Regions from separate parts of the Mus musculus genome. Here regions 1, 3 and 4 are each linked to region 2. A link is a contact called in public Micro-C and promoter capture Hi-C data. All regions are on one chromosome and are shown on one strand. The core of a region is the stretch at or near the end of the contact, and the rest is flanking DNA. Distances in the headings are between cores, read along the strand shown.

Region 1 (6,538 bases), core at 3,891-6,390, 1.0 Mb after region 2:
AACTCAGAAATCTGCCTGCCTCTGCCTCCCAAGTGCTGGGATTAAAGGTGTGCGCCACCACTGCCTGGTCCATTATCTATTCTTAAAGGGCAATACACACATTAATTTTGTGGAATATTACCACGACAATACCAGATGTCAAGAGTCATTATGAAACCAGGTATGGTACATGCCTACAATCCCAGCACTTAGAAGGTGGAGGCAGAAGAATTAAGAGGTCAAGGCCAGCCTTTGAAGTATCACCTCTTTCTTTCCACCCAGCCATTGGCCACTGGCATCTTTATCAATAGATCAATAGGGCTGGTGAGATGGCTCAGTGGGTAAGAGCACCCGACTGCTCTTCCGAAGGTCCAGAGTTCAAATCCCAGCAACCACATGGTGGCTCACAACCATCTGTAACGAGATCTGACACCCTCTTCTGAAGACAGCTACAGTGTACTTACATGTAATAAATAAATAAATCTTTAAAAAAATATAGATCAATAAACATCAGTAACCACAGATTCCCAATGAAATCAAAGCACCAGAACTGCTCCTCTACAAATCCTAGCGCTGGGGAGGCAGATGCAGACAGGTTTCTGCAGGATTGAATCCAGCCTGGTCTACAAAGTAAGTTCTAGGCCACCAGTGCTGCACAGTGAAACCCTGACTCTAAATAAATAAAACCTTTAACTGGTGATAGGGCTATTGGATCATGAATAAACAAACTCATCGAACAAGATATGAGACCCAGTAAAGAGCTTATTCATACGTAGACACCAAAATAGAGGTTAAGCTGAAAATTAGCATGAGGACTCCTAACTCTTTTGAATCCCTATAGCACGGTGGTGGCAGAAACCAACTTAGAATATTGGTACTTCTCCTATGAAAATAACACAGACCAAATCGACGAATTTAAAATTAAGAAGGTTGCAATTATGTCTTCATTGATGTAAGAGAAGAACTGAAAAATCCCATACCATGGAGCACGCCTTTAATCATAGCACTTGGGAAGAGACAGGAGGATCTCTGAGTCAGAGGCCAGCGTGGTCTACAGAATGAGTTCTGGGCCAGGCCAGGGCTACACAGAGAAACCCTGCCCCCCCCCCAAAACCAAAACCAAACCAAACCAAACCAAACCAACCCCCCTCCCGGAAGCCTATTATTTGTCATGATGCTAGAGTGGGTAATTGGGAACAAGTTTGCCCCTGGAGATGATGGGAAGGACTTAAAAACACTAGAGGGAGGAAACATTGCACGTCATGAATGAGATGAGGTCTGAGAAGGACTAAGATTCAGCACTGAAAGCCTAGCATTTGAGGTAATGTTCCACCATGGGCACAATTGCCAATTCTGAAGAATTGTATTCTGGAAAACACTTTGGATAATGTCATAGGGATGGGAATTCAAAGCTGTGGTCTAAAGATTCCACACACCCCCCCCCCATCTCTGGAGCTGGGGAGATACCTCAGTGGCTAGAAGGGCTTGCTGTACAAATATGAGGACCTGAGTTTCAGCCCTCAGCATCTTCATTTGTTTGGTTTTTTCTTTCATTTGTTTGTTTTAAAAGGCTAACTATGGCTGTACGCACAGCTATAATCTTAGTACTGTGGCGGATTCAGAGACAAGGGAATCACTGGGTTTGCTTGCTCCCAGTGGATGTCCAGAATCAATGAGAGATTTGTCTCTAAGGATAGAACAGGTCACATGATAACTTCTTTTGGCCTCTCCATGAACATACAGGGGTGTACACACATGATTGCACAACACACATGAATGTACCCTAAAAAAACTTTCACTCAGAGGTCTCAACTGAAGAGGAAGTTGGAAACAGATCAATTGCTCCAGAGGCTACAGCTCAGCTTTGAGTCATCCTAATCACTAAAATTAGTTTGATTATCTCAAACTGATCGAGATTCCGGATGCCTTAGAACAAGTTTGTTCTGGAAGAAGAAAATACTACCCTCTTCAACCTACAATTATTTCTAAAAATATTTTTCAACACAATGCCTATCACATAATCAGAAGTACCCAGGCAAATAAAGAGAATATTAATGAGGGAATAATGTCAAAGAATTTCCCCAAAATTATTATCAACAGACAACAAATCAAAAATCCAGGAGTCTCGATGAGGGCCCAATGGCTTAAGCACTAGATTATAACCCTCATCTAAGCATATAATATTTAAACCATAGAAAGCCAAAGACATAGAGAATTGGGGTCAGAAGACAACCAGCAGAAATATCCCACCCACCTACAAAGGAACAGGGACAAGAATAGCATGGCATATTTAAGAAAGAAAAGATTTACCCACCACTCTTGAATGAAGAAATGAAAAAGGAAACAAATAGATGGTGATTTCTCTTGTTTGTGAATAGGAAGTGTCAATATTGTTACAATAACATTTTTAAACAATTAGTGTGTATACACGTGTGTGTGTGTGTGTGTGTGTGTGTGTGTGTGCCACAGTACGTGTGTGGAGGTCAGAAGACAACTTGTAGGAGTTGGTTCTCTCACACTACCATGTGAGATTAAATTCAGGCCATCATGCTTGGTAGCAAGTGCCTTTATGGATACACTGAGCCATCTCCTCTAAGGGCCACAACATCAGTTTTGTTTTGTATCTTTTTTTTTCTCCCAATGTGATCTACATCAATGCAAATCCAATCAAAGTTCCAGGAAGCTATTTTATGCTTTTAGTGATTGTCAGCTTAACACAAACTAGAGACACCTGGGAAGAGGAAACTCCAAACTAATTTCTTCTGTTGGTCTGTGGCCATGTTTGCCAAGTGGGAGGGTTCAGCCCATTGTAGGAGGCACCATCCCTAGGCAGGTGGGCGTGGGCTGCATAATATGCTTTTAAGCAAGCAGAGGAAGCAAGCCAGCAAATGGCATTCTCCCAGGGTTCCTGGTCCTACTTTCTTCAGTGATGGATGGATTGTGACCTAGGAGTTATACCTTGAAATAAACCTTTTTCTTCAGAAGTTATTTGTGATCATGGTGCTCATTGTGGCAACAGAAAGCAAAGTAGTGCAAGGAGAATTGGCAAGCTGACTCTGGAGTTTATATACACCCGGGGGGAAAGTAGATAGCAATGTAGCAAAAGATAACAAAGCTGAGCATCCACAGCAACAGTGTATCAAAAGATAACAGAGTGGAGCATTGAGGATATTTAATTTCCAACTTGTCACAGAATAAACAAAACTACTTTTAATTTTAAAAGACCCAGTTATGCCCACTTTTAAAGTTACCTGCTTTAAATGTAACTATGGTGCTTGGAGGAACACCTCAGCGGAAGAGAACTTACCTAGCAAGGATCAGTTCAGGGCTGAGCACGGTAGCACACACCTGCACTCCTAGCACTGGGGAAACTGGAGCAAGAAAGAACCCAGAGTTTGAAGGTAGCCTGGGCTATATCCCAAGAGCCTGTCAAAGAAAAGAATAAAAGCTGCTCCACCAGTAAGAACACAATTTGAAAAGTAGATGTACCCCCAAACGAACTACTAAAGATGGTATGCATAAATGACCATGAGAGTGCACACCCATGACCTCAGAACTCGGAAGTGGAAGCAGAAAGAGCAGCAGTTCAAGGTCCTATTCAACTCATAATTAGTTAGTGGCCAGCCCAGCAGTTAAGAGCAGCAAAAGACGTGGGTTTGATTCCCAGCACCCACAGGGAGGCTTACAAAACCCCTAAATTCCATAACTCCAGTTCTAGGGGCTCTGACACTGTCTTCTGGCCCCAGTGGCACTAGGCATACATGTGCTGCACATACATATATATTCATGCATGCAGGCAAAACTTAAACACAAAATAATAAAAAATATAAATTTGTTTCTGTGATGTGTGTATGTGTGTATGGTGTGATTTGTGTGTGGGGTGTGTGTGATGCATATGTGATGTGTGTGTGTGATGTGTATGCATGTGTGTATTTGTATGAGTAGGGGCAGAAACATGAGTCATGGCAAGCTTGTTGAGATCAGGAGTGGCTTTTTCATTCCAAATTGTTGAGGCTCCCTCTTGTTTCTGTCCCTCTGCTAGCTGGCCCTTGTGACTCTCCTGTTTTTTTTTTTCCTCTTGTTGCCACGGAAGTACTAGGATTACAGATGCGAAGCTCTGCTCCTGGCTTTTCCACGCAGGTTCTGGGTATCCAACTCAGGTCATCGAGCTTGTTTATTAAGAGCCTTTATATGCTTAGCCATGTCGCCAATCCTTCATCTTTATGAATGTGCGCTTGTGAAAGAGGGAATGGGGAGGTAAACACTCAAGCGCTGTGATTTGTCCGATAGCTTTTAAGATATTAACACACGCGATGTATCAATTTCCGTTTCTTCTTTTGCCTTACGCCCTAACTTCTTTGACCCACAGCATCCTTTTCAGGAAAAGAAGATAACACTCCTGAGTCACAGAATAGGGAGGAACCAGGCAGAAGCTCTGAGTAAATATGATAATATAAGTTCTTTCGCTCTCCTGAGGAAGAAATCAGTGCTTGGGGCTTATTTTAGAATACAAGAGACGAGAGTGTGTTTGAGTCTCAGGAGCAAAGAGAGGTTGAAGATATAGGAGAGGTGTGCGATGGAGCCTAGAAGGATGCGCTCCGCAAGACTGGCTTCGGTAGTAGGGATAGAGAGGTGGAAACCCTATCTGACCCACAGAAAACGGTCCGGCTGTTGGAGGTGTGTAGGGAGAGATCATCTCCGACTCCAGCAGACAGCGCCACGCATGACGAAGCTACTTCCCATCCACTGCCACGCCCGCACACCCTCCACACACAGGGCAGCTGAGGGTCCGGTTGCCATGGAGAGCTGGAGCGCGTGAGCCCAGCCGCCCTTCTCGCCCCGCGCTCCAGCTCAGCCAACTCCTTCTCTGATTGGCCACCGCTATCTCATTATGCAAATCACTTGCGTAGACGCTCCCTGCTAGCTGTCTGACGTCACTAAGCTCGGGGGCTGGGGCTCGGGGCTGGGCTTGGCGCGCCAGGGAGAGCTCTGAGGGGGACTCCAGCCGGACTCAGGCGCCCCGCCCTCGACCACGCCCATTTTCAGTCCGCCCCGCCCCTCGCTCTCGGCTGGGCCCCGCCCCCTGGGCAGCCCCCCGTCCTCGTAGGCGGGCCCCGCCCCCTCCCCCAGGCCCTCGCCAGCAGTCCAGGGAAGGGACGGCGGGACAGGCGGGACGCTCGGGAGGGCGGACGGGGCGGGGACATGGCCGCGGCGCCTGGAGGGTCTGCGCCGCCCGCCGGCCCCAGCCCGCGCTTGGCTTTCAGCACCGCGGACAGCGGCGGCGGCATGAGCGGGCTGAACCCAGGTCCCGCGGTGCCCATGAAGGACCACGACGCCATCAAGCTCTTCGTGGGGCAGATCCCGCGGGGCTTGGACGAGCAGGACCTCAAGCCGCTGTTCGAGGAGTTCGGCCGCATCTACGAGCTGACGGTGCTGAAGGACCGGCTCACCGGCCTCCACAAAGGTGCGCGGGGTCAGCCCAGCCCAGCCCAGCCCAGCCCCAATCCAATTAGAGCGCAGCCCAACCCAACTCCGGCCCCAAACGCAGGCCCAACCCCAGCCCTACTAGAACCTTTCCCGACTCCAGTTCAGGACCTGCCCCACCTCAGTTCTGTTCCCTCCCCAGGCCACAGAGCCCCAGAGCCAGAATTGTCTCTGTGGCATCCTTCTGACTTCACTCTGGTTCCCTAACACGTTCTTCACTCTAACCTCCAAATCCCTTGTCACTTCTCACATCCCAGTCATCCCCACCTCCCTGCTTAATCTCTCCACCATCCCTTCCACCAGACACCCCAAACCCTGGAATTTGGAAACTTATTCTACCTTCCAGCTCTGGAGCCCCCGATCTCCTGACCCCTGGACCCATGGTTTTCCTGAGCACTTTCTCTCTCTGGTGCCACCCTATTCAGGCCTCACCGCACACACATCTTGGATTTGCACTCCTCCTGGCCTCCAACAACAAACCAACCCCTAGGGCCTCCATTTGACTTTTGGGTCTGACAGCCTTAAATACCCCATACCCAAATTCTCCTCTTTAGAATTCAGACCTAATATATACAGTCCAATTCACCCCACCCCCAGGAGGCTCTCAGAGATAAATGCCTTCTCACATTTGACAATAACCCAATATTCCATACATTTTTCCAGAACCCAATGCTCTTTACCTCTTCTGATTTGAATCCAGAATCCTAACCTCAGCTGGGAACATACACCTGCCTGTGTACCCTTCCTCTTTGGTTTTCCCCTGTGTGAATACACTCCCCCACCCCCTCTAATCCCCACTCCTGTGCATCTCTGCTTCCTCTCAATCCTCTTGATGGCTTCCTGTTTTCCTTTCTTTGCCAGCTGGTCCCAGACCAGCGCACTCTCAGGGTGGATCAATCTAAGTGAGGAAGATGGGGATGGGGGGCTCTTCTCATTGCCCTTCCTAGGAAGACAGAGGCACCATGGTCCTCTCCAGCCACACCCCTTTCTTCCTGTAGAGAAGGGAGGAGACTTGTTTACACGCAGAAAAGTCTGTCCAGGCTGAGCTGGAATAACAGAGCCAGAATCATATCAT
Region 2 (6,577 bases), core at 1,475-3,974:
CACAACTCAACAGCCCCCGTGTGGTCATAATCGCAGAGGATTCGGGTTGTTTGCCGCACAAAGCCCACCCCAGACGCATCTAACCAGAGGTCAGACATTCATTCGCTCAACACTTTCTAGGAGTCTCTCTGAGGATGCAGAACACCAGCTTGCAGCTCCAGGATCTCATTGCAACCCTAACAGGGTTTTTCATCTTGGTGTCCAACCTAAATCCCACCAAAAAGAGTGAATTCTAGAGGTCAGCACTGAGGGGAGGGTGACTCCTGCAGAAAGCTTCAGTAGTGGCCTCTCCAGAATAAGGATGCTGCCTCCCCAGAGAACTGTTCTGAAAGGCCACCACTTCTATAACTGTTCTGAAGATAAACATGAAAGCCTCCAGCCCAGATGCCAGGCACCCAGCTGCTAGGCATCTGAGCATCTTGGACATTCAACCACCCTGTTCCCATCAGGTGCCTGGACAGAGCTTAAGGGGCCAGAAATGGGGAAGAGAACTGGGCTAAAAAAAAAAAATCCCAACTCGTCTCAGAAACTAGGCTTCTTCCCTTACAAGATGTCCTCTTGTAGCGAAGTCTGGAGTGCATGAGCAATACTCTGTAAGCAGGAAGAAGACACCACATATGCAGGACAGTACAGACCCCTGTAGACCAGTCATGGGACCAACAAACTCATCACTAGAGCTACTCTGTGCATGGGCAAACATTATCCCTCTTTATGGTTTCTTTGCCTCATGACACTTTGGGCAAAACGGATATTCACAGTGTTAACCTAAAGTGGTGATGTAGTATGCAAACTTCTTTCTTCTTTTCCTTTTGACTGAAGTCTCGTGTATCTCAGGCGAGCTTTGAACTATGTAGCCTTGGATGACTTCTGGTCCTCCTGCTTCTACCTCTAAACACTGAGGTTACCACCATGAGCCACTATGACCAGTTTGTGCATCGCTGGTGGCTGGTGATCCAATTCAGGATTCATGGGTGCTAGGCAAGCACTCTACTAACTGAGCTACCTTCCCAGCCACACAATGAAAATGGCACTGATATCAGGACCCTGTGTCAGCTAACGGTGATGTATTTGTAACACGGGGGAAGACGTCCACGGGCCACAGTTAACCAAGAGTTAGTGCTGAAGACTAAGAACACCAGCTACCAAAGAAAACACACACCTCCAAAATATTCCCATTCCCAAGCAAGGTGGAAGGGTAGACCACCACTCCATAGCCCTTAGCTCCCCAGCCCTCCACACCTGGCCTGCCCATCAGTCAACCAAGCCCATAAGACAGGTTTAGGTTTCAATTTCAAGTACAGATTTCAGATTCACCTATTTACAGGTCCCCAAACTACTCAGAATGTCGTTGTTGCTAAACAGTAGGAGTCCTAGGGACTTCTGGGAGGACAAAGGGAATGAGAAAGGAGGCTCAGTTAAATAAATAGCTCTCAAACTGTTCAGACACTTTCATTGGCATCTCAAACTGAAAGTAACTACTACACACTCAAAAAAAAAAAAAAAAGTCTTTGAGCTGGCCTGGTGGTGCATGCCTTTGTCCCAGCATCTGGGAGACATAGGCAGGTAGATTTATGTGAGTTCAAGGTCAGCCAAATCTATAGTGAGGTACTATCTTAAAAAAACAAAAATAAAAACAAAAACAAAAAACCCAAACTTTTTTTTTTAAGGATTTGGGTTTTAATTTAATCACTATTCATTTACAGATGGCCCACAATCAATTTGAAGGGAAATAATTTTTCACAATTAAGTAGGTGTCTCCCCGACACATACACAAAACCCCGGTCACGCACATACAAACTTCGGGTCTAATGTTTGCTTAATATTTCCCTTCAGTGATAAGCTCTCAGGTCTGAGTCACCCACCATACATTTCTCATTAGGACAGGTTTGGCTTGGAAATAAAACTCCCTTTCTGCCAGGCCACTGCCTCAAGCTCCGAAATCTGCGACTGGTTGACTGGGGCCTAGTAAGAAAGGGCCCTGGAGAGCCGGATTCAATTTTCTCGTCTCTATGTGCCACCCTGGTCCTCCAGCCTCTCCCTACCTTCCTTCAGACCTCCTCTCCATCCATCTCCATTTACCTAAGACAGCCCAAACTGTCCCATCCCATTTCCTCTTCAGTCTTTTATTTTTCGAAGGAGCCTTTAAAGCTATTCCCAGAACCTGTTCCCTCGTGCTCTTCTGCAGACCTGGTCCCTCTTCACCATTCAGATCCAAGAACAGGGGACCACCTAACCTCGTGCTCCCCTCCCCCGCAGTTTCCCCTTTCAGAGCTGGCATTCATGGTGTTTTCTTCCTCAAAGTCCGGAGAATGCCTCCCTTCCAGTCTTGGCTAGCAGCTTCCTTAAGCTTCAAGAACCATCAACCCAGTGACCTACCTGCCTGCATCCCTACTCCACACCCAGGGCCTGAATAATCAGTCACCCACCCCGTTTCGGGCCCCACAAGCCCCAGACTTGGGAGTCATCAGATCCCACAAATCCCAGCGGGTCTCAGCCCCCCGAGGAGGGAGCGGCCAAGCAGGGGTGCTCTCAGCTACTCCGGACCCTAGAGCCCCAGCGGTCATCGTGGATCAGGGTGCCGGTGCCCTGCGGGTAAGGGCCGCGGAGTTCCCAGCTCCTTGCACCCGGCGCCTTAGCGCGTGCAGTCCAGGCGCCGCCGCACACAAAGGTGGACCCAGCAGCCCACGCCGCCCCGCGCCACGCAAGCACTCACCGCGCCGCGCCGACTCCCGGGACTCGGGGACGCGGCGGGGCGCAGCCCAATCGCCGCCACTGTTGGTGCCGCCGCCGCCGCGAGGCCCGGCCAGACTGGGGCCGGGGGCGAGAGTGAGGGGCGGGACGGCCAGAGGAAGCTGGGGGCCCGGAAAAGCCGCCCGGGTGCGCCCCAGAGGCTGGATTGGCCCTGCGGCGAGATCCGAGGGTGAAGCCTGAGCCCGCCTGCTGGGCAGGGCCCGGGGTCTGGACCCGCCCCGACCCAGACCCTTGTTGGACCCCGACGGGGGAAGACCCAGTACTCTGAGGAGGAGGAGGAGGTGTTGGGCTACTCGCTGCCCATCCCCCACACGGATCCTAGCACTTCCAAGAGCCGAAGTTTCTTTTTCGGTGAGAGGGGACAGGTGACCGGCCACTGACCACTCCCACCCTCGGAACTGCTGGCTCCAAGCCCCGCTGCAATCCAGCTGTCCCCATTCAGTCCAGAATTTCTCCCCTCGACACCAGGCCAGCACCGCGGCTCGGAAAGGGTTAACTCGACAGCGAAGAATTCCGAGTTGCTGGGAGCTCTCTATAAATACAGTGTCGTGGGCGCCTGAGCCAACCACAGGGCAATTTCCACTGAGATGGTTTTCCTCGTTTTCTTACACCCACAGCAACCGGACTAACGCTGCTCTCAACCCTTTTATCCCAGCCGCATGCCAGCTGCTGGCTAGCCCAGGTTCTGTAGAGAAGAGTAAGCCTGGGTGCCCTCAACCCTGAACCCTTTCTTTGCCATCTATCTATCCCCATCCCCTTTCACTATGTCCTTAAAAAAAAAAAAAAAAAAAAATCTAGCTGCAGGCAGCGACAAGAGGAGGGCAAAGGATGATTAAGTCTGTCTGGAATTTGCCAACATCCCTTCACCTGTGTTTGTATCTGTCCATTACACAGACAGGAAACAGCAACAGCGTAGAGGGCCTTCTGTGGGCTCAAATGAAGGCAGCATGCTTTCCTCTCTGGCCTCCATAGATCTCCCAAGGGTCCCACCAGGTAGAAATTATTTCTGTTTTGCAGATGAAAAAAAAAAATTGAGACTCAAGGAAAGAAGGGACTCCAACCTTGCACTGCTTGCAGACTTAGCAACCAAGTGACAGCAGCTGTCAGAGAGAGCTTAGGAAATAATCGTGAATCCACACGGGTCTCGGCTTCTGCCAGCTACTATTTTAAGCTCTTCACAATTTATCTCTTTTAATCCCCCAAATTCAGTGAAGTGAGTGCTGTTACTCGCATTTTTGCAGATAAGGAGATTCAGACACAGGCTTTATAGTAGCTCACCCGAGGGCACCCAGCTCTTAGGGAGAGGCAGAACTATTCTATGTCCTTGAATTTGTGTGCTGAGATCAAATATAGCTATGTCTATGCTTCTAAATATAAATTTGGCATTAAAAAAAAAAAAAAAACCTGTATACATGGTCCTGCCCTTGAGCCAAGACTCTCATGTAGAGGTCAGAGGATAACCTTGGGTATTAATCCTTGACTTCCATCTTGCCTGAAACAGGATGTCTTTTTTTTTTTTTTTTTTTTTTTTTCTGCTGTGTCTACCAGGCTAGGTGTCCATGAGCTTCCCAACTCAACCGTGATGGGTGGTGAAGGGACACTTTACAATGCAGAGGCTTTTCTTATCCTTGCTCAAGAGCACAGTCCGAGAGGGAAGAAAATAATGAGCATTGGTTCTCAGTTCAAGGAGCTCTGACGCCCCCCAGGAAAGGGAAACAACTTGAACAAAGAGTGCATTATAGTGTGTCTCAAGGACCATTCAGCTGCGATTCAGTCAGTTGGCCACAGATATAGAAAGCTAGGATGACCGTTCTAGCACTCAAGAGTCTCTTAGTTTAGAAGAGGTTGGCTTGGTATTTCTAGCAAGTTCACCGTAGGGACGTTTCCAACAGAGTCCTGTCTGAAGCAGAGGCATTGGCATGAAAGGTGTTCTCCACACTTTCTGTCTGGACAAGGGTCCTCCTATTCTCCTTCTCTGTTTTCTGGACCAGCACTGTGGTGGTTTGAATGAGACTTGCCCCCATAGCTCATATGTTTGGATGCTTGGTCCACAATTATTGAAATTGTTTGAGAAGGATTAGAAAGTATGGGTGTTGTGTCCGGCCAGCAGACCACAACCTGGGTTCTAGCCTGGAAAGGCATTTTGGAAACCTAGAAGAGAAGAGGGGCTAGGTGGCGAGAGAAAGAAATGTAGCCAAGACAGTTATTCTGATCAAAGCTCAAATTTTATTGTTGCGACACTAGTTATGAAGGAAGGGGGAGGGGACCCGATTCCCGCCGAATAATCTCTGGTCCAGTAGAAAGGTGAGCACGTGTGTGGCTCCGCAGGTTCCAGCAGTGGGCGTGGCAGAACGAATGAGCAGGAAGCTCCACCCCTGAGCAAGCTGGTTTCAGGCTGGGGGAGGGGAGACTACAGGGTGGTTGGTTTTTTGAGACAAGGTCTCTTATAGCCCAAGCTGACTTCAAACTTGCTATGTAACCAAAGATGATTGCTAGCTTCTGACCCTCTTACCTTTACCTCCTGCATGCTAGGATTACAGGCATGTGCCACCATCCCCAGTTTTATGCAGAGCTAGATAGCAAACCAAGGCTTTGTACATGCTGAGCAAGCACTCTAGTACTGAGCTATGCCCCAACCCCAAAGCAGCTCATCTTTAGAAAGCAGCTCAGAGACACTGAATGCCTCAGTTGAGAACAAAACTCAAAGTCTATTTGTTTCATCTGCTTCAATAAGGAAAAAAAAGATCAAACCTTGGCTGTATCAGAGCCCAAAACCCTGTTTGAACATTTTTCTAGAGAATCACTGTGACACTTAGCCAACACTGTGGTACTGCCCTCCAAGCTCAGCCTGGAGTTGTTTGCATTTGTAGGCTCCGTGTCCTTAGAGTTTGGACAAGGGCCACCACTCAACCCTGACCACTCATGTAGGGTTCACAGGGCTGCCTTCCAACATCCAATCTATACTGAGGCAAGCAAATGATGAAGACCAGTGCAGGGCTGGAAACAGTAAGTAATGGCCACTGCAGGCTCCTTTTTTTCTGGTGTCCTACTCCCAGGAATGGAGTCTTGGAACAGGTTTCAAACATCTAGAGGGAAATGCTTCCAGCTGGAAGCAGCTGGTAGGGAAAATAGCAGAAGCAATCTCAAGAAAGAATTGATCACCCAAAGAGGATTATCTGAACACTCCACTCTGACTCAGCACACTCAAAACAGCAAATTATAACCCAGCTTGTCTAGCTATCTACGTGCTTCATCTGACTCACTGCCCTGCTTCTTGTTCACCCTCTTTTATATCTGTCCTACTTCCCCATCCTTGGTGAAACCATTCGACCCTCCCTTGCTTTCCCCCAAGAGCTTTCCAGAGCCCAGGCTCATAACACTCCCAATGCTAGGAATCTATATTAGGTTTTCTTGGAGGTTCTACCAATAGAGGTTTAGGGAATTCTCCAAATCAAAGGCTAAGGACAGCGTTTAAAAAACAGAAGAACAGGGGCTGGAGAGATGGCGCAGCTGGCTAAGAGTTTGCTGAGCAAGCACAGGATTTAAGTTAAATCCCCAGCATCCACATTAAATGCAGGGAAAAACACTGTGCACCTGTAATCTCAGTGGTGTGAAGATGGAGACGGAAGGACCCCTGGGGCTTGCTGGATATCCAATCTAGCCTAATCACTGAGCTCCAGGTTAAATGTGAGACCCAATCTCAAAATACAAGGTTGGAAGCCAGACATAGTGGCATACACCTTTAAACCCAACACTTGGAGAAGCATGGACAAGCAGATCTCTGAGATCGAGGCCAGCCTGGTATACACAGTGAATTCCAGGCCAG
Region 3 (6,853 bases), core at 2,816-5,315, 1.1 Mb after region 2:
TTCCATCCAGGACAGAGCCCTACTCACAAAATAGCTCAGCTGGTAAAGTTGCTTGCTACACAAGCTTGACCCATATTTGGTCCCCAGAAACCATGGAGGACGGAGAAGGCTGGCCCTGGGTATGCGCAAGGGTACACACTTGGAGGGGTCTTGGTGGATAAAGGATTTGCACAATCATGACTATCTGAATTTGAATCTGGCACCTTAAAGGTTTTTTATTATTACTTTTTATTTTTTTAAAGTGCACACAGAGGTCACCAGGAAAGGTGGTCTGGCCTTTAGGAGCACTGTCAGTTCTTTCAGAGGCCCAACACCTGCCTATATATGGCAGCTCACAACTGTCTGACTCCAGTCCTGGGGAAATCTAATGCATGTGGTCAGAATACCCAGGCAGCTGTAGTGAATGTACGGTGGAGGGAGAGAGTGAGGTGCCCAGTGTCTATCTATCTATATAGCACAATAGATAGATAAAAAATACCCAAGTGTGGTGGTGTGTGCCTGTAGCCCCAGTGCTCATGGTGCAGAGGAAGAAAGAGCAAGTTGTATCACAGCCTAGCTACAGAAAGCCAAACACATGTAAAATCAGTGTGGAGGACTAGGCACTGGTCTGTCTCCCTAAGGCAGTGTTCATGAACTAAGTAGCAGAAAGCTACTTAGGCCTGGGCTGAGGATGGTGGCCTCTGTGTAAGCTTGGCCATGAATGTTGGTATGTAGCTGGAAGCCAGGGATGATGGGGTACTGAGAAATGGGGACACTAAAACTATCATTTTTAGTCCTGGAGTTTTGAAAGCTCTAAAATACAAGGTCTATGCTAATTCTGGGGTTTCTCTGAAGAGTTCCTGGTTCCAGCAGCTACCTCCTTCCTTCAAAGCCTATGTATGCAGGCTAGCATGAAGCTCTGCTGTGGAATTCCTCAGTCCCCCGTGCCTAGCTAATTGAGTAATCTGATAGAGATAGACACTATCATTTGTTACAGGTTGAGAATAGGGGTTCCCTACATTCCCAGGGGATCTTGAATGGCCAGATATTCCTCTTACCACACCTGATCACCACCCAGATTTCTTTTTCTTTCTTTTTTTTTTAAATTTATTTATTTATATGAGTACACGTACTTCAGACATACCAGAAGAGGACATTGGTATCGGATCCCATTACAGATGGTTGCTGGGATCCCATGTGGTTGCTGGGAATTGAACTCAGGCCCTCTGGAAGAGCAATCAGTGCTCTTAACTGCTGAGCTATCTCTCCAGCCCCCAGATTTCTTTTTCTTTCTTTTTTTTTTTAAAGATTGATTTATTATTATATCTAAGTACACTGTAGCTGTCTGCAGATGCACCAGAAGAGGGTGTCAGATTTCTTTATGGATAGTTGTGAGCCACCATGTGGTTGCCGGGACCTGAACTCAGGACCTTCTGAAGAGCAGTCAGTGCTCCCAACCACTGAGCTATCTCTCCAGCCCTACCACCCAGATTTCTAAAACCATAGAAATTCTGAGGTTTCTTTTAACATTAGCTGCTAGGACTCCCATAGGAGAACAGTATAGTGTTATGGTGAACATTGTTGGCTTCCAGGGCCTGGTAACTCTGCTGCTGTTCTTTGCAGAAGAAGTCAGGAGCTAGGCACATGGTACTTGGATTGTAAAAGTTGCTGGCAGCTACAGGAGTGGGTTCTGCTGAGATTGGGCCAAAGCTGCCTCACTGCCAGATGGAAGGGTTCATTTGTGGGAAGAATTCTACCAGCCATGCTCCTATAGGACTGCCCATACTGAGAGCAGGATAATCATCTTAGAAAAGACAGGACAGGTCTGAGGGGCAGGCCAGACCTTGAAACAGTTGTCAGTGGGCAAAGCCTGTGGTCCAGAGTTGAATTAGAGGGTATTACTTTTGGCTTAGGCTTACTGAAAGGGTCTTATGACATGTTTAACGGTCAGTCTTTCCAACCTGTTTCCATCTCAGGAGTGCTCACCAAGTGGCCAGGTACCGCCCTCGGGCTCCTATCATTGCCGTGACTCGAAATCCCCAGACTGCTCGCCAGGCCCATCTGTACCGTGGCATCTTCCCTGTGCTGTGTAAGGATGCCGTGCTGAATGCCTGGGCTGAGGATGTCGACCTTCGTGTAAACTTGGCCATGGATGTTGGTATGTAGCTGGAAACAAGGGAATGATGAAGTGCTAATAAATGGGGACCCTAAAACTACCACTTCCTGAAGTCATGGGCTGGGCCTATCTGTTTTATCACCCAGTTGTAAGATTAGCTGGAGCTACTGTCCTGAGCAGGGTGGGGTTAGAGGGTGGGGAACACAAGCTTTTGTGGCCTTATTCCTATATAGAGACAAGGAGGCAGCTGACCCTGACTCTCTAGAGTATAAACTGAATGGTGTCCAAAGGTCTCTGCATTCTGAGTTCAGCCTCAGCCCTTGTTTAGGCTAGGAGGCTTGCACCATCTTGTGGTGAGAAGAAGTAACTGTCAACCTGCTCCCCTACCCAGACGAGGATTATTAGGGCAGTTATCTGCACCTGCCTTGTTGGATTTGTGTCTGGGTTGGGAAAAGTGCCACTTTGTGTGATCAATTAGGACTGTGGGGCTTTGCAGTTTTCCTCAAGTGTATACCTCTACTCACCAACCTCCTTTTCCCCCCAGGCAAGGCCCGAGGCTTCTTCAAGAAGGGAGATGTGGTCATTGTGCTGACCGGGTGGCGCCCTGGCTCTGGATTCACCAACACCATGCGTGTAGTGCCTGTACCTTGATGGCCCTCTGGAGCCCCTCTTCTAGCCCCTGTCCCTTCCCCTCCCCTATCCTTTCCATTAGGCCAGCAACGCTTGTAGTGCTCACTCTGGGCCATAGTGTGGCGCTGGTGGGCTGGGACACCAGGGAAAATTAATGCCTCTAAAACATGCAATAGAGACCAGCTATTATTCAGGGCCCTACCTGAGCCAGGGGTGGAGGAGGAATGCAGGACTGGAAACCCTGACTTTATCACAGAAGGGCGGCAGCATCTCTGGGCTTTGCTTCTGTAGAAAGTTGTCAGAATTCCCAGCCCTAGCCTGGAGTCAGGAGACAGCAAAAGAGTAGGGGCTGAGGGTGTGGGGCCCAGGGTCCCAGTGTAGATGACGACTTCTGGCCCTGGCCCTGACCTGCTTTCCCAACAGCTTTGGCCTCCCCACTTCTTGTGCACTCCACTTCTGTCACTGCAGACACTCCACTCTCCACCTTGTATTCTGCAGAGTCTCCAGGCCTGTTGCTATAGTGCCCACCTGAATGTCAATAAACAGCAGCTGAAGCACCTGTGTTGTGTTTTGTTTTGTTTTTTTCCGGGGGTTGGTAGTGGTGGTCGAGCCCTGCCCTTTGAGCAATTGAGAATGACAACAGCCAGGAGGCCTGGCCTTGGGTGCTATGGATCCACCAGATAACCTTCAAGCACGGGACCACTGGAGACGCCGGAGACTGAATACTTTGGGAGTATATAAGTTGCCTCCTGCACCAAAGTGCGGCTGTGTATCGGGAAGCTGATCCGTTCTATTTCAGGGCAAATACTAGAAAAGTCTGGGACAGGTTCAGCTAGCACCTAGAATGGTCGAATAGTGGGCTGATCCCTGTGGTAGAGGCCTGTTGAGGGCGCTGTAGGATGAGTCCCTGATTGGATACTTCACAAAACCCTCAGCCTCCATAACAGTTAAGCACAAAGGGTCTCTTGTTTTCCTGTTGCCCTCAGGAATAAGGTACATAGAAACAAGGTGGGACCCTTGTCCCTGGCAACTCCCAACAGCCACCTAGTCAGAGGCTAAGGCCTCTGAAATTGAGATGTTGCAGCACCAAGAGCTCAGGTTAGGTAAGGAGGTTGGAAGGCGGAGTAGAATGAAGAGCCCTGAGGGAACATTTTGATATGAAGTCCCATAATTGAGGACCCAGGCCCTGGTTTCCTCGACCTCACAATTTTGAAGACCTACCTGCAGCTGGGACCCATCAGGGCGGTCTGGGAGCGGGGAAGGCTCCACCAATTGAGCCAGGCTCATTCTGCGCGAGCGGCCAATAGGCGTGTGGGGGCGGGCCTTTCCCGGGGTGGGCGGTCCCCGGAGGGCACTGGGTCTGGCGCACGGCCTCGGGCTCCCGGAGAAGGCGCTGCGATGACCGCCCTGAGCCGTAGCGAGCCTGTCGAGGCGGGCAGGTAAGGGAGGCGTCCCGGGGCTCCAGGTCCAGGAGGCTGCGACGAAGGGCAGGGCGACTCTGGGAATGCCGCGCCTAGGCGCCTTCTGCCTCCCGGCTGGGCACTTCCAACCGCAGAAATTTAGGCTTGGACCCTGCGCCTCCGCCCGGCTGTGAGGTGTGCGAGTCTGGTGCGATGTATCCGATGTGTCTTGGTGGCTTCAGGCGAGCGGAAGGCACGCTCCCTTCTGGAAATCACCTCGTGTCGGCCACCCTCGCGGTCCATTCATTTGTGTTTCATTCATTTCTCGCCATAACGACCCCCCAGTCCCGGTTGTCTCCACACACAGCCTGGCGCTTCCCTGTGGGCCTCTGCAAAATCAGCTCCTCTCCTCTCCTCTCCACTCCCAGCGGGATCTACTCTTAGGAGCACACTCGGCTGCTTCTGAGGCAACGTGGAGCTGTCCCAGCACGACTCGGCCGCACCCCGTGCGCCAGGCCCGGGCGGGCTGGGGCTGGTCTCCAAGCCCAGAGAGCTGGTTCAAAGTCGGCTTGGGAGGAAAGGAAAGTTCTTGCAGGTAGTGGAGAATAAGTGGGGGGAGAGAAGACAGGAGGCGGCATGGCAGATGACATCAAGAATGGTAACTGTGAGCTGGGAGGGTAGGTAGTGTTTACCTAGCATATATAAGGCCTTGGATTTGGTCCTTAGCACTGCATAAAACACATTGGTGATGCACATCTACAATTCCAGCACCGTATGCAAGATGGTTCATGCTTGCTAGCTCCTGGGAAGCTTACATGAGCTGAGATTCAGGGTCATCTTGGACTACATAATGATTTCAGGTCCAGCCCTGGGGAGTTAGGGAATTTAACTTTTGAAGTGGTGCAGATGAGATTATTTAGGGGGAAGATGCGGCCCGTTGATGAAACTGTAAATTCTTGCTCCCACCCAGCCCCAAACCTGCAGGATTGGACATCCCTGGCCAGCCAGGATGGATTGAGGTGGGGCAAATGTGATCTTGTTCCCACATCAACCTTGGTACATAGGGTGATGAGTTAGCACTCAGTCCTCTACGGGCTTGAGGGGGTGGGCTAGCTGTGATCAGCCTTTGTCTCTGGGTTTGCCTCCTTCAACGTACGTATCTGGTTGTGCAAAGGTGTCCTTCCACTCCTAAAGCTGGAAGACAAGAGTCTTGCCAGAAGAGATGGGTAGAGGGTATCGCTCGCCCTGTGGACTGCTCTTCAGTCTCCTCATAAGGCCAGTTAGACTGCAGCATAGAAAGGCATTCTTAGAGTAAAGGTTAGAGTTTGGCAGTCATTAAGGGTGTTCTTAGTGGGGACCTTGGGGCAAGTGAGCAGACCCAGTGGGCAAAGCTGACTGGTTTCACCCCAGCAATTCAGGAGGTGTCTGCTGGGGCCAAGTAGAAAAGGTTTTCTCAGCTTCCCAGAGGGCAAGAAGTTTCTAAATAGTCTGGAAAGGTCAGACTGAGCCTCATCCAGGCCTTACTGTTGGTGCTTGTTTTAAAATTTCAAAACTCGGGTTGGTCCTCAAAACTTTATCTGGGACTAGAAGTGAATATGTTAATTCATTTACTGGGGATGTTCTGGTGACCCCACTAGGGGTGAGGACACAGTATTCAGGGTGGTTTATGCCTGCTAGCCTCCAGGGAGCTAGCTTTCCCATGATCTGCTAGTGCTTGTCAAGGTGACTCCACCCAGCCCTTAAGCTGGCTAAGCTGTTGCTTTGGCTGCTGAGAGACACGTTCCCTATTTATAAGACTGACAGGAAGAGCTTCACTCTGAGAGTCAGAGATGAATTCAGATGCTCTTCCCACTTTGCTGCGACTTGGAGCAAATCACGTCTGTCTCAGAGCCTGCTTTACCACAAAGTAAGAAGAGATGTGACTTCGGCTCCCTAGAGACCGCCCCTCCACACAGTCAGTGGTTCTACCCAACGAGTTTCCACCTCCACTTCTGGAGATGCCTCGGTTCTTTTCATATTTTTCCCTTTGCTGTGACTTGTCTTGGGAGCCCATCAAATCACGAAGGGTGTAGCGTTCCACTTCCACTTCAGTGTCTAGTACTTGAGTCTGGATCCTGGAGAATGATGTGTTCATCCTTCTCTGAGAGGAGAAGACAGGTTTCCCTTAATTCCACAACGATCTTGGATACAGTGATGAGCCTGATAGCGGTCAGGCTTGGCCTCCGTACCTCTTCACATAGACTGTACGGCATCACTCTCTCGGCCCCTAGTCTCTAACCTGTAAGCTACGATTAATCCTCCTACCTGTTTATTAATGTAGGGATGGATGGGGATTAGGGCACATAGCCCCAAGAATGAGTTTCCTGAGGCTGGGGAGATGGCACAGTAGATAGTAACATCGTGGCTTAAGCATGAGGGCCTGAGTTCCAGCTGGGTGTAGCCAGTAGACGTGCAACCTCAGCACTATAGAAGGGAGAGAAAGAGACATCACTGAGCCACACTCCAGGCTAGGAAAGACCCCATCCCAAGGGACTGAAGAGAGTGGTGGAGCAGGACACCAGACATCCTCCTCTAGCCTCCTTGAATGTGCACAGATACTCACCTACCACACACACACACACGTGTGCACACATGCACGCACACACACACACACACACACACACACACACACACACACACACACATACACATGAGGAATGAGCTTCCTCCATGACTGAGAACAGTTTCC
Region 4 (5,902 bases), core at 3,096-5,595, 1.3 Mb before region 2:
GGGCAAGGCAGGGCCTGTGGCGGTGGGGGCAGTGGATAGTGGGCTGCCACTGCATCCTGGCAAGGTGGCCCTAGGGGCTGTGCAAGTTGAGTCCAAGGACTGGAGGGCCCCTCAGACATTGCTTGCTTTGCATCCCCAGGATAAGGACTGGTGTACTTGGAAGCCAGGAAACCTGTGCTTTGGATAGTTCGATACTTCTCCAAGAATGCCTGGCACGGGGAAAAAGGCAGGGAAGAGTCCTTGCCAGGTCCCCCAGATGGTAGTCCTCGCAAGAACGTCCCATCCAGGGGCTGGCCCTTGCCAGGAGCTGTAGCTAGAGGACAGGGTGGGTCAGCAGAAGGCAGCAGGGGCCCTGTCACCAGGGTCCAGTCACCATCCAATGATCTCTTTGTTCCCCCATCTCCGAGGCAAGTGGAGAGTCCGTAACACAAAGGGTTGCGGTAGACAGGCTTGGGCGCGGCCAGGGGCGGGCCTGGGTACGCATGAGCCTGGGGACCGAAGGGCAGCAGCTCACTTGAGTCTTGTATCTTTTCAGAGCCTTCTGTCGGGGGACGGTAGAGCAGGCAGTTTGTCAGTAGGTTGTCACCCCGGAGTGGGGATCCTGCCACACCAGTGGGGTACAAAGATGGATATGGGGTCCAGGATGCCAACCGCTCAGATCCTGCCTTCGAAGTACCCCCTATGGGGCAGGAGAAATATGCACCTTTGTAATTGCAGGAGTCCTGGCTGCTAGCAGAAAGGGGCAGGCTGTGTCCTGGCCCTGGGTCTGGCTCCAGGCGAGGCAGCTTGCCATACATCATAGGCCCCAGAGGCCCTAGGGGCCGCTTCTCTGCCATTACTATGAAGGTGTCAAGCTCTCCTGAACCCCTGCTACTTGACTTGCTGACCTGGAAGAGAGGAGAGGCCAAGATAGTTAGAACACAGGCCACTCTGACTTGTTGTCATCCGAGACCCTGGCTCTTAGTATTACTCAGCTGAGACTCCGTGCAGAAGTGACACTTGCACAGGTTTCTGACCCTACTTTTTGTTTCTGGTTGTAGGTTTGTTGTTGTTATTGTAGCTATATAAGGCTGGCCTCAAAAACTTGCAAAAGATCCATCTGCCTCTGCTTCCGGAGTGCTGGGATTAGAGGCGTTCACCACCACCTAGTTATAGCTGTAGTTTTTAAGGTATAGAACCCAAGTGAACAAGTATGTGTGCTGTGGCCGTACATACAAGTCTACACTCCACCGTAAGAACCATGTACTAGGGTAAGTCTACACTCCACCATAAGAACCATGTACTAGGGGCCTTGGGGTTCTGGGCAATGCTGGAGTGTCAGCTGCCTTGGCTTTCCTAGGAAAGAGGAATCTATCCCAAAGTCACTAATGAAAGGGATAGGACAAGAAGTTCCTACTCCAAGATGTCACAGGTCTTAAAAAAAAAAACAAAAACAAAAACAAAAAATAAACCTGCCAAGACATGAAATCCCAGCACTGCCTACAAATTCTAGTTTCTTCTAACACTTTATTGATCTGCTTGTCTTACCCAAATCCAGAACCTCAAAGCCAGGTCCCCAGAACCAAACTAGTCTTGATTGGACAGGGCAGTCCCTCTTAAGAGGTGTCTGGGTAACCAAGTAAGGTCAGCTCGCAGCAGGGTCAAAGCTGACCACCAGATGGCGCTGAGGTGCCAACAGGAAGGTCCTTGGCTTAAGGAAGGAGTGTCATCGCCAAGCCTTGTGAACATGATAAATGTGTGTGTACACCAGGGGAGGTGGAAGGCAAGAATCCTAGCTGGCAACTACTTCCACAGTGCTTTAGTGATGGGCAGACTAAGTGCTGGGAGAAACACACACACACACACACACACACTCTCTCTCTCTCTCTCTCTCTCTCTCTCTCTCCCTGGTGCTGTTCCCATTTCCTTCTTTCCTTTCTTCTTCTCTCCCTCTTTCTTTCTTCCTTCCTTTCTTTCTCTCTCCCTTTTTCTTCCTTCCTTTCTTTCTCATGTTTCCTTAATAAATCTAGGTTCTACTTGAAAGAAAAGAATACAGCACAGAGGGAAGTCCAAAGAAGGGTAAGGACCAATGTCCAGTTATCACAGGCACTTTCGTTAAGAAACAGGCATCCCCAATGGCTTATGGGTGGCTCCCTCTGAGGTTTCTCAGTTGGGGTTATCAATGGCCCTCCTCTCCCTCCCCCAGTGAGCACTCCTACCCCCTAAAACTCCCAGTGGCTTAGAAAAGGGTAAATGGGATCAATATTCCTATAAGTAGGTCACAGGTAAAGTGTCACACACTTCTGTCACCAGCAAGCAGGGACCACCTTTCTCCTCCTTTCTGAACAGTGGTCATGACTATAGGGGCTCAGCTAGACCAGCAAGGTGACAAGAAAATGTAAAGGGTGGTAATATGGTCTAGGGAAGGCCCCATCCTGCACTGCTCCATACTTATATGGTTGGTTTTGCTTTATTTTATTTTCTCATTGGGTCTCCCTGTTTCTCCATCTGGAACCCACTATGCAGACCAAAATGGCCTTGAAAGAGATCTACCCGACTCTGCACCACAAGACTCACATGGCTCAGAAGGTACCAAGCCCACTCTATCCTTGGGGAGGTCTGGGTTAATTAAGGGCTGGCTTTGGTCTCACCTCCACCAATGCTCCTTGGGACCTGCTCTAACCACCCCTCTCAAGAGTCCGTCTCTCCAGGGCTCAGCCCAACCCGTGCCCTTTGGCCCTGGAGACTTCCTGAGAACCAGACCCCTGGGACCCTCAGGAGTCTTTGTAGGAGGAGTGAGGGCGCCAAAAAGCCAACCCAAGACTCTGAAAGGTGAGGCGGTGACGTAATGCCCGGCCAGTAGGATGGAAAGCTCCCTCGGTAGAGGCCACCCCCACTGAGAGAGTAGCCAAAAAGAAGGTGCCTTGTTTCCGGATACCAAAGTAGCCTAAGGCGCTTGGGGAAGGTAGGGCCAACAGGTGATCCTACCGTGAAGATGTCCAAGTTCTGCCAGTTCTTAGAGGAGTTCTAACCTCAGCCAGAACCCAGGGCAGGGTCAAGCGCCTACACTCCTGCTTTTCCACGAGGGAGACAGACAACTCCGTGGGTCCATTTCCACGTCACATCCTTGGGGCCTCATGAAGAGCGCGATCCCAGCCAAGTTGAGGCCCGCATCAGTATTCTCTCCGCTCTAACAGATACCAGTCTTCTAAAAACTTTGCGTGCTGAGGTTCTGAGCACTCACTCAACGTGGAGCAGCCCACACTTCTCAGTTTGAGAGAAAGGGTCTCCCCGGATGCTCCGCTCCTAATTTCCCTCTCCCGGCCCCGCCCGTGACCCTCGTGCCAGTGGCTCACAGCCAGCCGGCTTCAGTAGGGAACTGGCGCCCCACCGCCACACCAGGCTTCCGGGTGTCCCCAAGCCTCTCTCTCCGCGCCTCTGCAACGCACGTGCACCCCGGCAGGCTGACACACAGACTGCCGTGGGCCACGCATGCAAAGCTGTTCCTACACGTACATGCATGGCCCGAATCTGCACACATGCCCCCCACTGCCCAACGGTGCCCTTCCTTAGCTCACGTAAACGTGTAAAAAAGTCAGGAGATTCGCACTGGGAACCCCACGGATCGATGCCCGCAGACTGCACTGAGGTCCAGAAGGCTGGGGGGCTGGGGGGGGGGCGGCCTCAAAGTCTGGGCAGCCACCTCCTTCGGGACGATCCCGCCAGCTTGGGCTGTGGCCAGAGAGTGAGTCAAGCAGTGGCTAGGAAACCGCAGGCGGTCCTGTTCCAACAGGGTTCGTCCACGGCCCCGCGGCACCTCAGCGCCCGCCGCCACCAATCCCAACCCCCCACCGCCACCCCGAATCGGCGCCCGGCAATCCGCGTGAGCCTGGCCCCGCGAGAGGCCCGAGGGATCCGCCTGACTCTTCGCCAGCCCTAACGCCCAGGCAGTGCTGTGGCTCCGGAGCTCTACCAGGCCCAGGGAGCATCCAAGTCCTGGCAAAGTCTGGGCAGCGGTATGACTGGGCCCCGTAGTCTGACCGCCCGAAGCCTCAGCACCTGGGCCCCGGTCCCCGCGCTCCGTCCTGGGGCTGGCCGGTAGGGGCGCCCTGGGGCAGGGCCACCCGCCCCTTGCCCACGCGCCGCCCGCAAACTCGGCCCAAGTTTCCGCGCCTGCCGGGTAGGCGAGCTCCTACCTTCAGAGCACCAGGCTTCTAGCGGCCGCCACCCGGAGCAGCCGCGGCATCTTTCAGCGCCGCCTAGGCTGCGGGTCCCTGTCCCGCCGGCCTTGCGCGGGAAGTCGCGGCAGGCAGCTAGCCCAGAGAGACGTTCCGCGCGACCGTTCGTGCTGCCGCTGGGCGCCGTTTGTGGTCCCGAGCGGGGCGGGGCGGGGGCGGGGCGGGGGCGGGGCGGGCCGTTGAGTGGGGGCAGAACCCGGCTGTGCCTCTGGGAGCCTGCGCTCCCCTGGGTCCTCCCGTGCCGAAGGCCTGAGTGGAACCAACTTTCCCGCGACCCGGCCTCTGGCTTTGTGCACAGTCTTCGCTCGCCTCCTTCCTCAAACCTCTGCCCCGAGGGCGATCGTAAGCCCTCATTCAGTCATTCCGTTAGATCATTCATTCCTTGCTACTTTCTAGCCATGTGACCTTGGACCTGCCACTTAACCTCTATGAGCTTCAGTTTCCTCATTTGTAAAAGTGATATTCTGCCTCTTAGAAATAGGGCCATCAGGCTTCGAAAAGATGTGTAGCACATAAATTGGGGTATGGGAGGCTGAGGCAGGGGAATTGCTGAGAGTTTGAGCTGAGCCTGGGCTATCTAGCAGTCCTTTTTTTTTTTTTGTTTTGCTTTTGCTTTGTTTTGTTTGGGAAGGTCACACTATATAGCTGTGGCTGTCTGGGAACTTACTATGTAGACCAGGCTGGCCGTGAACTCAGAGACACACCAGCCTCAGCCTTCTGAGTGCTGCAGTCAAAAGCTTGGACCACCACACTCAGTTCCTAGCAAGACAATAAAAATGCTAAAGGATATCTCGAGGCAGCCCTAACTTCCTCAACAAACAAGTTGCATTAGGAAATTAAGAAGGACTTATGAGGTAAAGTACAGACGAGTATATATCAGCTCCTAGTGACCTGGAGTGGGCCAGGAATGAGACTCTGGAGATATTGCCAAGCGGCCTTGGTGGGCATCTGAGCCTTTCTGGCAAATGTGTCGCACCAGAACCGGTCTGAGCATGAGCAACCTGGAAAGCTGATGGGATGAAGCATCCCTAGCCAAGCTGATGTGTTGCAGAAAGGGGCTGGGAAACCCACTGCCTCTGTTCACCTGGACTCTAGCCCATCTGGTTGTGGGGCCTTGCCCAGCTCAGCGCTAGCACCTCTTTCTTGGAAGGAATCTAATCCTTGCAGTTCCAGGACTGCCCAAGGCCAAGGCAGGGTCGCATGGTGAAGAATAGTTGAACACCATAGAGATCAAAATTAGTTTTTGGGGCAAAACCACTCAGAACACCCATCTTGACCCAAAGATCAGGACTGCCTGAGTCAGAACAGAGCTGAGGGCACAGGTATGGGAGAAGATGGGGCTGGGGCGGAGGGGCTGGGCTCCAGGTAGGATTAGGAAGAGGAAGTGAGGTCACTCAAGGAGAAGGGGAGGGTGTCTCTTGGATTAGAGCTGGAAGATTTTTTTACAAATAGAGGCTAGACAAATAGAGGAGAGACTCTGAGGTTTGGGGCTTTCCAAATCACATTGCAAATTGGGACAGAAGCCCAGGTTGCCTGGGTTTTGTATCTTACTAACATGCTTTAACACTAGAAAGGTGCATCTGTGCCCTGCCAGCTCTGGGTCATGCCAAATCTGACAGGCTCAGCCTTCTCTCAAGGAGATATTGTTTCCTACTATCACACATACTAACTCTGCCCTCTTCTCC

Evidence for each region. Promoter capture Hi-C pulls out the DNA fragments that hold promoters and counts their contacts. A called contact is a pair of places that touch in the nucleus more often than the background predicts.
Region 1: a contact with region 2 is called in a promoter capture Hi-C map of the SN4741 cell line, with 7 times the contacts expected there. The contact joins the promoter of Celf6 here to the promoter of Cd276 in region 2. A contact is called at or near these places in 5 of 39 promoter capture datasets (the 3T3-L1 cell line, 3T3-L1-derived adipocytes, the SN4741 cell line and 2 more), 1 of 484 Hi-C or Micro-C datasets (cortical neurons), 2 of 115 datasets of contacts at active chromatin or transcription factors (astrocytes and pancreatic cancer cells) and 1 of 9 other capture datasets (embryonic stem cells).
Region 3: a promoter capture Hi-C map of the SN4741 cell line shows a contact between it and region 2, with 6 times the contacts expected there. The contact joins the promoter of Gramd2 here to the promoter of Cd276 in region 2. A contact is called at or near these places in 3 of 39 promoter capture datasets (the SN4741 cell line, liver and pre-B cells).
Region 4: a Micro-C map of the HL-1 cell line shows a contact between it and region 2, with 2.4 times the contacts expected there. The contact joins the promoter of 1700017B05Rik here to the promoter of Cd276 in region 2.

The regions. Positions count from the first base shown.
Region 1 is chr9:59,573,197-59,579,734 of GRCm38.p6, forward strand. Celf6 (CUGBP, Elav-like family member 6) reads left to right here and starts at 5,141. Exons shown (of 12, transcript NM_175235.3): 1 at 5,141-5,443. The coding sequence starts at 5,182.
Region 2 is chr9:58,552,309-58,558,885 of GRCm38.p6, forward strand. Cd276 (CD276 antigen) reads right to left here and starts at 2,725. Exons shown (of 8, transcript NM_133983.4): 1 at 2,714-2,725.
Region 3 is chr9:59,676,089-59,682,941 of GRCm38.p6, forward strand. It overlaps Gramd2 (GRAM domain containing 2), which reads left to right and starts at 4,066. Exons shown (of 12, transcript NM_001379375.1): 1 at 4,066-4,164. The coding sequence starts at 4,124. It overlaps Pkm (pyruvate kinase, muscle), which reads left to right. Exons shown (of 11, transcript NM_011099.4): 10 at 1,956-2,137; 11 at 2,640-3,284. The coding sequence ends at 2,746.
Region 4 is chr9:57,258,254-57,264,155 of GRCm38.p6, forward strand. 1700017B05Rik (RIKEN cDNA 1700017B05 gene) reads right to left here and starts at 4,346. Exons shown (of 3, transcript NM_028820.2): 1 at 4,176-4,346; 2 at 1-887. The coding sequence starts at 836.